5 separate regions of the Mus musculus genome follow, and regions 1, 2, 3 and 5 are each linked to region 4. Evidence: chromatin contacts called from public promoter capture Hi-C data. All regions are on one chromosome and are shown on one strand. The core of a region is the stretch at or near the end of the contact, and the rest is flanking DNA. Distances in the headings are between cores, read along the strand shown. Region 1 holds the start of Zc3h12c (zinc finger CCCH type containing 12C). Region 2 holds the start of Cib2 (calcium and integrin binding family member 2). Region 3 has its middle 32 kb from the start of Fdx1. Region 4 holds the start of 4930550C14Rik (RIKEN cDNA 4930550C14 gene). Region 5 holds the start of Acsbg1 (acyl-CoA synthetase bubblegum family member 1).

The links. Promoter capture Hi-C pulls out the DNA fragments that hold promoters and counts their contacts. Capture Hi-C pulls out chosen DNA fragments and counts their contacts.
Region 1: a promoter capture Hi-C map of adipose tissue shows a contact between it and region 4, with 5 times the contacts expected there. The contact joins the promoter of Zc3h12c here to the promoter of 4930550C14Rik in region 4. A contact is called at or near these places in 10 of 39 promoter capture datasets (the 3T3-L1 cell line, HPC-7-derived erythroid cells, cranial neural crest and 7 more), 2 of 115 datasets of contacts at active chromatin or transcription factors (SST interneurons and astrocytes) and 1 of 9 other capture datasets (adipose tissue).
Region 2: a promoter capture Hi-C map of stem cell-derived epiblast-like cells shows a contact between it and region 4, with 2.7 times the contacts expected there. The contact joins the promoter of Cib2 here to the promoter of 4930550C14Rik in region 4. A contact is called at or near these places in 3 of 39 promoter capture datasets (liver and stem cell-derived epiblast-like cells).
Region 3: a promoter capture Hi-C map of liver shows a contact between it and region 4, with 2.1 times the contacts expected there. The contact joins the enhancer-like site here to the promoter of 4930550C14Rik in region 4. A contact is called at or near these places in 7 of 39 promoter capture datasets (the 3T3-L1 cell line, the C10 cell line, cranial neural crest and 3 more).
Region 5: a promoter capture Hi-C map of liver shows a contact between it and region 4, with 1.9 times the contacts expected there. The contact joins the promoter of Acsbg1 here to the promoter of 4930550C14Rik in region 4. A contact is called at or near these places in 3 of 39 promoter capture datasets (cranial neural crest, hippocampal neurons and liver).

The regions. Positions count from the first base shown.
Region 1 is chr9:52,147,747-52,150,829 of GRCm38.p6, forward strand. It overlaps Zc3h12c (zinc finger CCCH type containing 12C), which reads right to left and starts at 1,617. Exons shown (of 6, transcript NM_001368810.1): 1 at 1,523-1,617. The coding sequence starts at 1,546.
Region 2 is chr9:54,558,706-54,561,507 of GRCm38.p6, forward strand. Cib2 (calcium and integrin binding family member 2) reads right to left here and starts at 1,485. Exons shown (of 6, transcript NM_019686.6): 1 at 1,263-1,485. The coding sequence starts at 1,313.
Region 3 is chr9:51,994,041-51,997,020 of GRCm38.p6, forward strand. No RefSeq gene overlaps it. Among named protein-coding and RNA genes, the nearest start is that of Fdx1, 32 kb to the left of the region's middle. Within about 2 kb of position 1,396, at least 29 of the 459 cell types and tissues checked have an H3K27ac peak or open chromatin away from gene starts, as enhancers often do. A contact at or near this core is called in liver, where this site is marked.
Region 4 is chr9:53,403,839-53,406,859 of GRCm38.p6, forward strand. It overlaps 4930550C14Rik (RIKEN cDNA 4930550C14 gene), which reads left to right and starts at 1,448. Exons shown (of 9, transcript NM_001376944.1): 1 at 1,448-1,774.
Region 5 is chr9:54,660,359-54,663,170 of GRCm38.p6, forward strand. Acsbg1 (acyl-CoA synthetase bubblegum family member 1) reads right to left here and starts at 1,527. Exons shown (of 14, transcript NM_053178.2): 1 at 1,191-1,527. The coding sequence starts at 1,312.

The sequences.
Region 1 (3,083 bases), core at 367-2,866, 1.3 Mb before region 4:
AAACTGTAAACTTTGTATCACAGAACCATTCTATATGGTGGCTTGTACATTATACCCAGATATAATAAAGATATTCTGTTCTTGAACAAAAAAATACTAGGCAAAAATACAATAAAGACATACCCAGTTTTAAAATATCCATAGACTATCTCTAGATATATCAGAAATTCACTCTTTTTCTTGATAAAGACTATCTAAAACTTAAATAATAGTATTTGTTGAAAAAGAACAAATTATGTTAATTTTGTACATGATGATGAAAAGTGACTTATTCTTTCAGTTGTCAAAAAAAAAATAACTATAGTGGCTAAATGCAGGTTTAGGACATGAAGGGCACTGATCTGAAATTTATTGCATCTACTGGAATTCCTCTATTTAGTAAAAAGATTGTTTGCTAGTTCTCAATAGGCAACTTGGATAACAACTCACCTTAACCTGGGTAAAGCTTGTTTTTATCATTCTAAAGAGCACGATAGTGACCAGGAATATTAGGCCATAAACTTGCTACATCAAATTATTTGTTTGTAAAGTCACAATGCATGAAAGTAGGTTCTGGTTGCTATCCAAATGGTTATACTAGAGAACAATGAGAGTAAAATAATGAATATGTAATAAATACCTACTGCTATGGTCTTCCCGTATTTAATTACCATTGTACTTGAGTGAGCACTGTTGTCTGCACCCCTCTAGCTAACAAAGGAAGGATGTTCCTTTGAACAGATTGGTTAATGTTCTGGGGCAACAGATGTCTACTGGAACTGCAGGAGACCAGCAACTGGTGGCCTGCCTATCTTCTGAAAACTTTCAATAGACTTATGCATATGTTCACACAATGGGGCATGTGGTAGAAACGAAAACCTCTCTTTAACCCTTTATGTTCTTTCGTTCCCTCCCAACTGACAGATGAAAGTCTTTGTCTACTTATCAGCTCCCCATTACAGAACTCTTGAAACTAACTGGGATGGCATCTTCAACCTGATATCTGAAATTAACAGAAGAGGAAAAGAAAGAGAAAGGAACTAAATCCCACACCAATACTGACATTGTTGACAAAGCACCCGAATGCTTAATCATCACCTTTAAAAGCAGCTGTTGGAAACAGCGATCAGTCTCAATCCATCTCTGCAAACTAGACTCTTCACACCACAGAAACAATCCACTGAACCTGACCAGCATTTCACAGGGATGCCGTGAGAAACAAAAGCACTTGACAAGAGAAAATCTAAATTTGTTGTTTAGCAGGAGATTAGAACTTGGGTATAACTTGCCCTAAGCTCCCGAGGATTGCTTAATGCCCAAGGCTTACACGCATTCACAAGCTAAAAGTAAGTGTATGCAAAAACATACAAATATAAAACTCTGCCTCACAGATATATTCTCAGAAAGAACCAGTTTCTCTTAGCATACTGGCACCAACACTTTCCTTTTCTTTTGTGGTGCCTCTTCTCCTGCACAGAGCTGAGATTATAGCCTTTACAGCAAAGTTTAACTTCTAAAAGCAGTAAGTAGCATAGATACTTACGTTAGCAGGAAAATACAAAGACATTGGTTTCTGTGGCAGCTCCAGCAGTAACAACAATTTTAGCTGCAGACTTCCAGGCAGGCAAGAAGAACAATGAGTGGTTGAACAGATGGAATGGCAATGTCTTTGCTTAACCTATTACCGAGTGGAGCAACAGCCAATCACAGGCCAGAAAGCTCACAATTAGTTAGTCAGGCAGATGCAAGACAACCTCAGCACCCTGCGTCAGGTTCATAGGTTCCTAAGATAAGCAAGCTGATGTCATTCTTGGGTCTGCCCCGGGCAGCATGTGTATTAAATGAGGGGTGTGCAGCAACAATAGGCCATACAAAGCTGACTAGTAGGCAGCTGCTCTCTATGCGAGCAGTCATTAGGGAGCAGGCTGCCAACAAGAAACACCTGGCTTGGGCAGACTTCAGCCTTGCCTCTGTTTTTAATGCACGAAAACAATGAAAGCAATTATATTTTAAAGTAGAAAAGTTGCATGTTTCCAAAAAAGTTGAGGCTATATATTAGTCTATTAGTGTTTCATCTTTCTTTGAGAGAGAAAGAAAATGAGGTGTGTCAAAGTAGCAGTTAACTATTGCAGCAATCTCTTATAATAGATCAGTTACTGGTGAAATGAGGCAGAAGTTATAGTTAATCTATTTCTCTGGCTACAGTGGAAAATCTGTACTTTCAAGTATTTGTTAGCTGGCCGGTGGTCCGTGGTGGCGCACACCTTTAATCTCAGCACTGGAGAGGCAGAGGCAGGCGGATTTCTGAGTTCGAGGCCAGCCTGGTCTACAGAGTGAGTTCCAGGACAGCCAGGGCTACACAAAGAAAGCCCGTCTTGGAAAAAAAAAAAAAAAAAAAAAAAAAAAAAAAAAAAAGACAACAAAAAAAGGTATCTGTTAGTGTGTTACAAGATAATAAAACTTAGAGCTGGTGAAAATAGCAAAATCAAAGGCATATGAGTTTACAAATAGAATTAATTTTAAAAGTTCTCTAGAAGTATAGTAAAATAAAATACTAATTTGGTCTAAGTTTGTGAAAAGAAGTAACATAAAAATGTACATTTAGACAAAACTAACTTTAACCTAAAATCATTAGACCAGACCAGCTGAGCTATGAAATATAGCAATGTAAAACTCTCTTATTATAGATACTGGTTAGCTATCTAATTAAGTAAAAACAAAACCTTTTATAACATACTTGCTAAAAATGTATTTCATAAAATTTCAAAGTTGTAATACTCAAATTTAAGTCTAGAATATGTTAGTATTAACAAGAAATACTGGGATAATTTTGAAGGACATCTCAAGTATACTAAATAAGTATCCTCGATTTACTTCCACGATCCACATGACTGCGTATATAATCCTACGGACTACTTGCTTGAGTGCTGCATAGGTTATTTCTTGAGTGAGCTAGGATTATGAAAACATTTAATCCAGATGTCAACACCATAAGACATTGTAGTTATTCCTTGCTGAAAAAAAATCTACAGCTGATCTACTTATGTGATGTAGACTACCCATGTGTGTAGTCTAGAAGCAACACATACACATGTATGTACATC
Region 2 (2,802 bases), core at 235-2,734, 1.2 Mb after region 4:
TTGGGCATCTTGCAGGGGCATCTGGCGAGCAGGAAACCGGGCATCTGGCCTCAGGGAGGGAAGACCACCAGACTGCGAAGTTCCAGGAAGCCCAGAGTTACTTGGAAAAGGGAATGTAACCCTGGGGCCCCCATGCGGCCCGGGTTGGGCATGCTAGAGAGCCAGAGGAAAGGAGATGTGGGGCTCTCGTGTTTCATGGCTCTCCTTCCCCTGGCAGGGTCTAGCTGGGCCCTGGCAAAGGATCAGAACTCAACACTGGACTGGGTCTGACCCAATGCCGGGCTGGTCCTAATGGGGATGCAGGCTCCCCACTCTCCCCAGACCACTCTTCTCTCCTGGGTTTGGGCTATTTTGCCTGCATCTACCTCCACTTAAAACGCCTCCTTCCAGAACTTTCTGGCAGAAAAAAAAATCCTGACTTCCCAAGTCCTCATGCAAGCTCTGCACTCTTTCTGAACCTTCTAGTCAAACCAAGAGCTATTGACCTCCCCTGTCCACTAGAGCTCTTCTCAATACATATCCTATCACTTGGGTCACACTGGAGGTAACCGCTCCACGCTAACTGAATATTCACAAAAGTTGCACACATCTAAGATAGGAATACATATGACATAACACTCCTAACCTATTAGGCGATAAAAAGAAGACTCCACAGCTGTTGTTCCCTGAAAGTCCGGAGACATTACATGGTGAGCTAAAGCAACTGAGCAAGACTCTGGGCCAGCCCGGAGATAAGGTTCCCTCGCATACCTACAGAAAAGTTTTCACATGGCTGGGGGCTGTGAGATCATTGATATGGACAGCTAGCTCTGAACTTGGAAGAATCCGGGGTGAAAGGGCTACTAGGATCACAAAATAGGTTAAGAGATGTGGGTACGTAGTTATATAAACAACACACCCCAACCTGTAACCTGCATTTGGGGCCTCTTGTCCTCCCCCTACACCAAGCCCTTTCTGGGATGAGGGTCATGCCCAGTGGGCTGGAAGAAATGACTGGGGTCTAGCTTGGGAGGGCAGAAAGAAGGTCAATAAGGAAGAGAAGACGGGGTGGGTGAGGCGCATCTGACAGAATACTCTAACTGGAATGTTCTAACATTCCCGGGCCTGGGAAACTGAGGCTCGTCAAGGGGAAGTCATCCACCTAAGGCGACGCTGCGCGCTGAAGGTAGCGGCAGGGTTTGAACCTCTGTGAGTCCGCTTTTGCGAGGCCTGGGAAAAGGACAAAAAGGAGGACTACAGGGGCCGCGGCGCGCCGGCTTCACCTGGTAGTTGTCCAGCTGCTCTTCAGTGAAGATGGTCTGCTTGTTCCCCATGGTGACCGCGATGGTATGGGTGGCCGCGGCGTCGTCTCTCGCCCTTTCGAGTGCTGCTTCCCATCGGCGGCGTCTGGAGCCCCGAGCCCGGTGCCCGCGGCCCTTGCCAGCCCGGGAGCGGGCAGCGTCGCCAGCCTAGCCTGGCCCGCTCCGCTGGGTCCCGCAGTTCAGTGGGAGGGGTGCAGGGGCTGGGAGGCAAAGGCGGGGCCGGGGGCGGGGCGGGCCTAGGCGGGGGCGGGGGCCGGATTGGGGCGGAGGCGCAGCCTGGTGGAAGGAGGCGGGGCCCGAGAGGTGACTTCTCCCTGGAGACAGAGGCCTGCTCAGTCTATGCTGCTGCAGCACACTGAGGTGGCCAAGCGGTGGCCTCATAGGGCCGCCTGACTACTGGACACTGAGTGCGCCTCCCGTTCCAACCAGCACACTGACTGGCACCCCGGGTCGGTCCTGGCGATTGTGAGCCTGAAAATCCCATGGATTAGTGTGGTAGAACAGGCACAATCCTCCGGCCTCTGATCCTAGACTGAGAATAGGTGTGTTGTTGAGCTTGCGGGATTACCCAAGTCAGGTCCATCCTCAAAAAGCCGACATACACGCAGTCAAACACTCAAATCATAAAATAACTTTTTAAAAAAGGAAACAGACGAAGCAAACTCTACCTCAGCAGAGGAATGGGCTCTGGTAACAATAGGTTACACTACTCAGTTGGTTCAAGACCTTAAGGAAAGTAACTAGATCACTCCCTACATCCACTCTGCTAAGTGAGGCCTTCACGAAATTTAATAATGCAGGCAGGGTAGAGGAGGTTAACCAATACCCTCCTAAACGATTGGCTATCTTCAGCCGCCCCATCAAGGTGACCGCTAGGAAAAGCCCTCCAGACACACGGAAGTTCAGGAGTCCTGGCAACTCTGGGACCTATCAGTGGCCCACAAGGAAGGCTACTAGCAATGGAGTTGTCCTTACTGTCTATTCTTGGGACAGCTGGGCTGCATGAAACCTGAGTCAAAGGCTCCTGGTGGCTCCGCTGGGAGGCAAGTCCATCATGGGCTGCCAAAACTGAGATTAGCTACATGAGTATGGTCTCCTGTAATCCCAGCCCTCGAGACAGAGGCAGGAAGATCAGAAGTTCAGGGTTATCCTTAGCTGATTCAGGCCAACTTGTAGTACATGAGACTATATCTCAGAAAACAGAATATAGTAACTAAAAGCAATTTAGCTGAGAAATAGTGTAGTGGCAGAGAGCTAGCCTAACATTCATGAGGCCCTGGGTTCAGTCCCTAGCACCACCAAAAAAAAAAACAAACAAAAGCGACATACCAGTATTGTCCAGTTTTGCCTGGCTTACATCACTTTGGGGCCGTGTTGTTCTACTCTTTTTTTTTTTTTTTTTTTTTTAATGAGTACACCATTGCTCTCTTCAGACACACCAGAAGAGGGCATCAGATCCCATTACAGATGGTTGTGAGACACCATGTGGTTTCTAGGAATT
Region 3 (2,980 bases), core at 146-2,645, 1.4 Mb before region 4:
GAGCCCTGATTGTTTTTTAACTAGGAATTGAACCTAAGCTTTCCCACATGCAGGCTACCGCTGAGCTAGCTCCTCAGCCAGATCTGATCTTGCTTTACTCATCTGAGTGCATGGTTCATTTCGTGGTTAGGGTTCTGTTTTGTGCAATCAGACATTTTGTATTCTTTTTGTCTTAAGTACTTCTTTAAATACTCTTTTAAAGATGGGGATCTCAAGTAGAGGACTCTAAATTATAAGGGCTTGGGGTGTGGCTCAGAGACAAAGTTTAGTAATAGAAAAATACTGGATTCAACCCCAAGAACCAAGGAGAAAAGGAGAAGAAATGCCATTTATGTGTTTGGGATTGAGAGTTCATTGGTACTTCTTAGAGAACTGTACAGAAGACAGAGCCTCAGCAAGTGTCTACTCATACCTAGCTGTAGAATTGGGGTGTCACGCCTAATTTTGGGGAAAGGGGCAGAGAACACACTAGTAGCCACAAACAGATAATTCTATAAGGTAATCTTAATGTCACTTTAAATTCTTTATTTTAAACTTTTCTCTTCTGTCTATCTATCAATCTATCTACCTATCATTTGCTTGTTTGGTTGGTTGGTTTTTCAGTTTTTCAAGATAGGGTTTCTCTGTACAGCCCTGGCTGTCCTAGAACTCCCTCTGTAGCATACTGGCCTTGAACTCAGAGATCCATCTGCCTCTCTGCCTCTCTGCCTCTCTGCCTCTCTGCCTCTCTGCCTCTCTGCCTCTCTGCCTCTCTGCCTCTGCCTCTGCCTCTGCCTCCGCCTCCTGAGTGCTCTGATTAAAGCCTTGTGCCACTACCACCCATCAACATTATTTTTTAATAATTATTAACAGAGTAAAACATAATCAAGCATGAAATCCAGAAATTTGCTGATAACTTATGGAAGACTAACTTCTTCAAAAGGATTGTCTGGATGAGTAATTTTCTTTACGTTGTAAATGTACGTGGAAGTGTAGATTCATATATATGCCTACACACAGTGTCACCACCTACATGTGGAGATCACAGGACAACTCAAACTCAGCTGGTCAGGCTTGGCGGCAAGCACCTTTACCCACTGAGCCATCTCACTGGCCCAACAGATATTTTTAAACAAAACGAAATGATAATACCAATCATGGAGAGAGTGTGGTATCAGCAAAGAAGGAGCTTTGAGAACTTCCTGAAAAAATTCAAAGTGGGTGGACAGGAGAGATGGGTGGGTGAGCAAGCACAGAAGGAGCTGCAGGCCAGGGCACAGGAATGAGCTCTGGGCCTTCCCTGGGGACCCCGGACAGGCTCTGCATTCTGTCAACAATGCTGTGATGGGCTGTGGGGCAATTATCAGTGGCCTCATTACTGAGCTGGATTCTGTGCCTTGGGACATCTGGGCCCCTTTCCCAAGACCTGTGTAAACATAGTGTGGCAGATGAGACTTTGCCCTCAGGATAAGAGCCAGGGTACTGCCTTTTAGAAAGCAAGCAGTCAGCTCAGAGGTTATTTCAAGGGTCTTGTGATCTACTAGAAGACAGGAAGAAACTCCCAAATCTCTATGATAAGCTCAGACAACAGTCAAACAAGCTGAACCTGCCTCTCCACCTCCTCCACAGCTGCCTCAGGCGCTTGCCTGCTCTGCTGCTCTTTCTTAATTGACAGTTGACAATTGTACACATTTATTGGGTGCAGTGTGGTGATTCTGCACATGTACAAAGTGCAATAATTTCTATATCTTTATCATTTCATTTGACGTCTTCAAATCTTTCCTGTATCTCTTGCTAAGATGCATAACAGGACTGGGGAGGTGCCCCAGGCAGTAAAGTTTTTGCTGTAAAGCATGAGGACGTGAGTTCCAATCTCCAGCACCCGTGTACACAGCTAAGGGTGGCGCACACACCTGTAGTCTCAGCACTCTGAGGTGGAGACAGAAAGATTCCTGGGGCTGGCTGGCTAGCCAGTGAGAGGTCTCTTCCCAAAGAAAAAGAATAATGGGGGGGGGCATATTTTGGTATATATGGCAGGCTGTTAGAAATTAAGACTACAGTCTGTGCAACTATGTGACTACTTTGACACATGCTGTCCTTACCCTGCCCTTCCTGGTTGCTATATTCTCTGCCCTTCATTGAAATGACTTTTGTGTCCACTAGAAGTCCTTTAGCGACATCATACAGTATATAAGTCCCACCAACTTGGATAGGATTTCTGTTGATAATTCTATTTAAGGAGAAAAACAGAGCTAAATAATTGGAGAAGAATCCACAAAACTATTTCTATCAAATTGTCTGCTTAATTTCAATTCATTCACAGGAACAAACAAGGAACACCAGACTTATGAGGAAAAAAAAAAAAACCAACAGCACAGAAGTAAAATACAGCAACCTGACCTGCAGGAATGAGATAATTCAAGCAAGAAAGAAAATTATGTTTTTCAAAACCAATCAACTCACAAATGATAATCACATTCCCAGTAAATATATTATTAGCTCATTAAAGACATTAATGTTGAAGTCAATACTAGAAAAATGCTAATTAGGACCAGAGGGGGACTGTTGCAGGAAATATTAAAAAGAACCAACAAGTTTCTGTGCTCCATCCAGCTACTCTCTGCCTGCCAACTCTCTGGCGGGGCCAGATCTCCGGAGTTGTTCTGAGTTCCATTTGCTGCCACGTCAGCCCCATGCAACGACTGTCCACCCCACAGTCAGCCATCACAACACCCAGAAACCTGGTCGAAACAAACCTCTAGAAGCTTATAATTAACAAGTCAGATTTATTTACCAATAAATTCTCAATTCACAAGGTGCCCACCTTGATTAGACAAGTTATCCCAACTATTCTAACCCTGTCTGATATTCATAACTACCTGTGTCTATTTAAAACCATGCGGGATCAGGATTTTCTTCCTGTCCATCCACCTCCATCTTGGCTTCTCCTCCTCCCTCCTCTGAGTTGCTCTCTGTCCCTTCAACTCTTCACTCTGCCTTC
Region 4 (3,021 bases), core at 198-2,697:
GCCCTGGCTGTCCTGGAACTCACTTTGTAGATCAGGCTGCCCTCGAACTCAGAAATTGGCCTGCCTCTGCCTGGGATTAAAGGCATGTGCCACCATGCCTGACTATAATCCCAAATTTTAAGACATGTTAAAATCTCGACTGTGGCTGATTGAGGGAAAGTCCTAACCACAGCCCACAATCCCTTGCCTAAAACACCCAGTCTGCAACGCTGGAGAGGGTCTGTGCCCTGCCCCCAATTCCCCTTGCAGTTCCAAGACAGCCAGGACTACATGGAGAAACCCTGCCTTGGAAAAAAAAAAAAAAAACCCTTATGGAAAAAAAATTTAAACAAAAACAAGAAAATTAATCCTTTTTTTTTTTTTTTTTTTTTTTTTTTTTTTTTTTTACAAAGTGAGTTCCAGGGCAGCCAAAACTACACAGAGAAACCCTGTCTCGAAAAAAAAAAAATTTACTCCTATCTGTGTGCTAACACGTGGCTGGTTCTGACTCCCAGCTTCATGCTCCCAGGAATAAGACTTAGACTCAAAATATATTTACAAATACCTTGGCCATAAAGCCAGGGTTTTCTCTGACTAGATCATAACTTACATAATCGACATAAACCCATTATTTTAACCTACATTTTGCCACATGGCTGGCTATCAATGCTCAGGCACCATGAGTCGGTCTCCTCACATCTTCCCGGGCTATTCTCCCTTGGGACTCTATCCCAGAATCCTTTCTGCCTCCTGGATGTTCCACCTCCCATTTCCTGCCTAAGCCATAGGCCACAGACTTTTTAATTGACAGGTGATGCATCCATACAACACACAAGTATTCTCTCTACGCATGGCCACAGTGTCTTGAAGGAGAACCAAAGCCCAAGGCCCTGTTTATGGAAACTGTGATAATTTTGAAGGTCTTGACATTCACTTTGTCACCGAATTTCCTACAGAGATTCCGCCCCCACCCCCCGTAAAAATGCATTTAGTATGTAAGGAAAATATTTTCCTAGAAGTTCATCTTCCTCACAAATTATGTTCCATGCAAGAACATAGAACTGGGCAGGTCTGAATACTCTTCATTTTACATTGTTACACTCTGACATTGAGGTAATGTCGGCGTGCAGGATATTCAACATTCAAGTCAATAAAGCATGCATTAAATATGCAGTGTGCTTTCGGGTTCTGTGAAGTCCTCTATTTAAAACCCGTGTCAGGCTAAGGAGCTTAAATTTAGAAATAGCGTTAGTCTGAGACCTCATGTTACTTAGGCCTTCAGCAAGGCCCGTCACATGCCCGAGATCTCTCTGAGTTCCTTTCTCAAGTCCTCTGCCTCTATGGCACTGAGACTGGAAGAGAGCGAGATTTCTACCAGAACAAACATCAAAGTGAGAATGGTCAGGGTTGGGGGCGGGGCCTAAGAAGGTTGCTAGGGAAGGAGCTATTAAGTCATTTCCGACTGACTAAGTCGTTACCAAGGAAACAGCGGAGAGCGACAGAGATTGGCAAGTCAAGGGACATGTTCCCTCCCCAGCTCCTTTCTGCTCTGGTGTCTGGTTTGATCTTGGCCTGCTGAAAGACGCTAAATACTCACGATCTTAGTATGCTACCATCCTTCTCCATGCTCTGTTCCCCAAACCCCTCTCCTGGCACAGTTGCTCTGCTGTGATGGAAAAGCTTTCCTCTACCTCACCAACCCCCACTCCAGCCTCGCCCTAACTCAGGAGCTGCAGCTTCGGGGATATTGCTAACCCACCTCTCGCATTGGGTTTCCTCCACCCTGTTAAATGCAGTATGTGGTTTTAGATTTTTCTCCCTAAAATATTTAGAGATGGAGGGAGCATTCTAAAGGGTACATGCTTAGGATTTCTGTCTTGTCCCTCAGTATCAAGATGTATAGGTAAAGAGGAATAGCAAAATCGTGAAGACACATTTGCTGAAAAAAATAAAATTTAGTAAAGAGAACGGGAATACGGGTTTGGAGTTGGAGGAAACCACAGGACAAGGGTGTCCACTTGCAGGGCTCCCTCTGAATCCCAGCACAGGGCTATTGGTTTGAGACTGGCTGGTAGTCCTCTCCTAATTGGCAGTTCGCACCTGGGTGTAGTAAAGTCCTGACTTAAGCAATGGTTTCCTTGTGCTCCTTGGGTCTTAGAATTGAAGTATTTCCCACGTGGTTTGAAGCCTCATAGCAAACGGTTCTGCTCTGAATCATAAGTTTCCTTTACCCTCTCCTGCGCCTTTCATCTCTCCTTCTCTAACAATATTTTCACGTTTTAGTGCCTCATATTTAAAAAAGACAAGCCCTCTTGAGTCCAGCCTCATCTTCTGGCTACTGTGTCCCTGCTTCCACATAACAGCCCAGAGCCTACTTTGTCAATTCCTCAACAACCTCGGTCTTTTGCTCTGCGGCTCCACTGCTGGTAATCAGCAGTTAGGTCTCTCTCTCTCATTTTTGACTGTACTCATGCACATTTACCTGACCTGCCATTTAGTACACTAGCAACATTTAGTATAGTTGAACGTGCCAAGGCTTTTTGGTCTTCTTTCTCCTTTCACGAAGTGCCTTTGTTCCTCGGGATCGTTTCTGCGTTGCTGTGCTAGTCACGACAGAATGGCAATGCACACGCTACACCTTTAATTTGCATCATTAACACATCGCCATAGATCCTTAAATCTTAAGTCAACTAGAAAAAGTCATAAATACCGATTTAAAACATTTGATAGTTTTCACAATGCAAATACTCTTAGGGCCAGTCTTATAGCCTCAGAACTTGAGAGAAGCTGGGCAAGGTTAACCCCTAGTCTCTTCCTTATCGTTATTGTTATTGCTGTTGTTTTGCGATTCTTCTGGAAGTGTCAGGCAAACACTCTTTCCCTGAGCTACAGCTCCGGCCCTTCCTCTTCCCACCATGTAGGTTCAATTATCAGCTCAAGTGCAACGCAACAGTTAATTGCTGGAGATTTCAAAAAAAAAAAAAAGTCTTTACATTTACCTGTGTGTATGTGTGTAGGCATTCAAACTGAGATTGTCACGCT
Region 5 (2,812 bases), core at 277-2,776, 1.3 Mb after region 4:
GTTTGACCACCTCTATCTGTGTTATCAGTGAGGCAGACCTAGAGCCTGTGAGCTCAGATGTTCAAAATTCCTCCCTATTGGCTAAGTCCCTGTCAACATAGACCCGATACATGGACTTCAGCAAACACTGGAGCTACTGACCCTATGCAGAAAGAGATGGGACAAATGGGAAGACTTAACATGCGTGCCCTATTAGGTTCTCTGGACAAACTCACCAGCCCTCACTAAGTGGAACAAGGGACTTTGAAAACCAGCAGACGCTATTCTTCATTTTTGAGAGCTGAACTTTCCAGACATCTGGAAATATCACCTGGGATGTCGGGATGGCCCCTGCTCACTGACCTCATGACATCATGAGTGATGCTACCCAGAATAGACCCAGAACCTCCAGGGCCCAGGCCTTCCTATGCCAAGAGCATAGAATTGTTCAGGGCCACAGTTGCTCCCCTACACTTGCCATCCATACAGGGGGAAGGGATACTGTTTCTAGGTAAACAGCAGCCCACTCTCCTGATGAGTTTGTCCAGGGGACCTAATGGGGCACATTAACATGTCTTCTCATCTGTCACACCTCTTCCCACATAGTCCTTACAAGGACAGTGGTCATGTTCTTGAGCGTTTTCAAACCTTGCAGATTCCTTGTCCTTGACCTACCCTGTAGACAGCCCAGCTGTTTAGCACACTGCTCTCTCTGAGCCCTATCTTCCACTCTTCTGTTCTTGCTCTCTTATGGGACACAAATGCAGTTCCTCCATATCAGAGATAACCTCAATCTCTGTTCAGGTACGGACAGAGAGGGCCAGAGACTTTCCAAGGTCATAGCAGGCTGGAATGGAAACCATGGGTGCTCCCTCGAACTTTTCGGTCATTGCCTGCCCGCTCCTACCATATACCAGGTCACCTCCAACCATGGGGAGACAAAGGAACGTGCTTGCTGACTGAAAAAAAAGTCTTTCTTAATACCAATGTGACTTGTACCTCAGTTGAATCTCTAACGGCCAACAGAGGAACAGACACACTGAATCACACTCCGAAGGATAAATGTCCCTGCCCTGCTCTTTTTCCTTCACAGAGATCTGGCGAAGAAACCGAGACTCAGAAAGAGGGGCAGCTTGCTTCAGGTCCTCCAGCATCACATCGTGATATGGAGCCCCAAGCCCCACGTGCTGACCTTGGAGCACTGAACCCACCTGGTTTGCGAGTTGTCTTGGGAGGTCCCCAAGCTGGCCCCCTGCTGCTGATCATCTCTGCTGTCAGGCATGTTGGAGTCCCTGGACAGACAGCAGTATCCTGCTTCAGAACCGCGTGGCATCTGCTGTGTGCATTCACCGAAGACAGTGCGGTCTCCCACAGTGAGAGGCTGGCCTTGAGGGGGCAGCGGGGGGCGGGCATGGGGCTGAGGTGGGCGGTGCCTGAAGTGACCCGGAGGGCCCCATTTCCTCTCTGTTTTCAGAAGCTCAGAATGTTCCTAGGCAGTAAATTGCTCAGGACTAAAACTTTCCTTTTCTTCCTGGTTTTTCCGCTGCATTCAAGATGAGGAGAATTTCAATGAAGCCAGCCTTCATTTTTATGCAAATTGGCCCCCAGTTCTCCCAGAAGGTCTAGCCAATGGGCTTAGGACTTCTAGGCCCTCAGAAAACCTCTTTACTGTCTTTAAAGGGACACTTTGGAGCAAAGGGGGTTCCCAACACAAATCCAGACTGAGCCTGAGATGGCTGCTGGCCCCAAAGTCCAGCTTCAGCGTGTGTAGCCTCAACATGAACAGATGAATGCAACCCAGGAAGGTTTGCCCCAGTCCCTGGCTCTAGATCCTGTACTGGACACAACAGGAGAGCCACAGCCCCTGCCCACAAAGAGCCCAGTATTGTGAGGACAAGAAAGTGGAATTTCCAATAAAGAGGACTACTGTATAGCTCATAGAAGCATCTACACTAAACAGGCATGAGAGAGAACCCCAAAATGGGGCCATTTGGGGACACCTAGACAGAAGCAAGGGTTTGCCCCTTTAGTTTAAGGAGGAAAGCCTAGTTGGCAGGCAGCCATGAACAGAGAGGCAGGAAATGCACAGGGCAGGCGCTTTTCTCTGAATACCAGAGAGATCCTCTAAGGTGAACTATATATTCATTCCTGTGACTTCCATAATTAAAACAAAGTAAAACAACTATAATCCAGATGGCTTAGAGGAACAAAAATGCATTCTCTCATCCTTCTGGAGGCCAGAGGCCTGAAATCCAGGTGTGAAAGGATCATGGAAGACTGCTGGCCTCTGCCCTAGTTTCTTCAGGTCAGTGCCCCTGCTTGTCCAACTTGGCTTTTACATGCAGTGTCCGTGTCCCCCCTACTCTTCCATGGTTGGCTTCCCCTCTGTCTACATCTCTGTTTCCTTAGAAGGCCATCAAGCATCAGACTAAGGTCCATAGCAATCCTGTATGAATTTATCTTAGCTGATTACACCTGCATAAACCCCATTTCCAAATAAGGCTACTCTCTGATGCTCTGGGAGGAGCATCATTTGGGGGAGACAAAACTTAGTGCAAATTTTGGCAGAGATTCTTATTGTCATTGGGAGAAATCAAGGTTCCCTTTTTGGGTCAATGGTCTTGTTAATAAAGAATTTAAATAGACACAAAAGGAAGCCTGAGAACAATTTTATTATAATTTGGGAGAAAAACAACATGGCAGGTAAGGTTAAAAAATATATATAATATTATATACATATATGTATATATATAAATATGTATATGTGTATGTGTATATATATATATATATATATGTGTGTGTGTGTGTGTGTGTGTGTGTGTCTGTGTGTCTG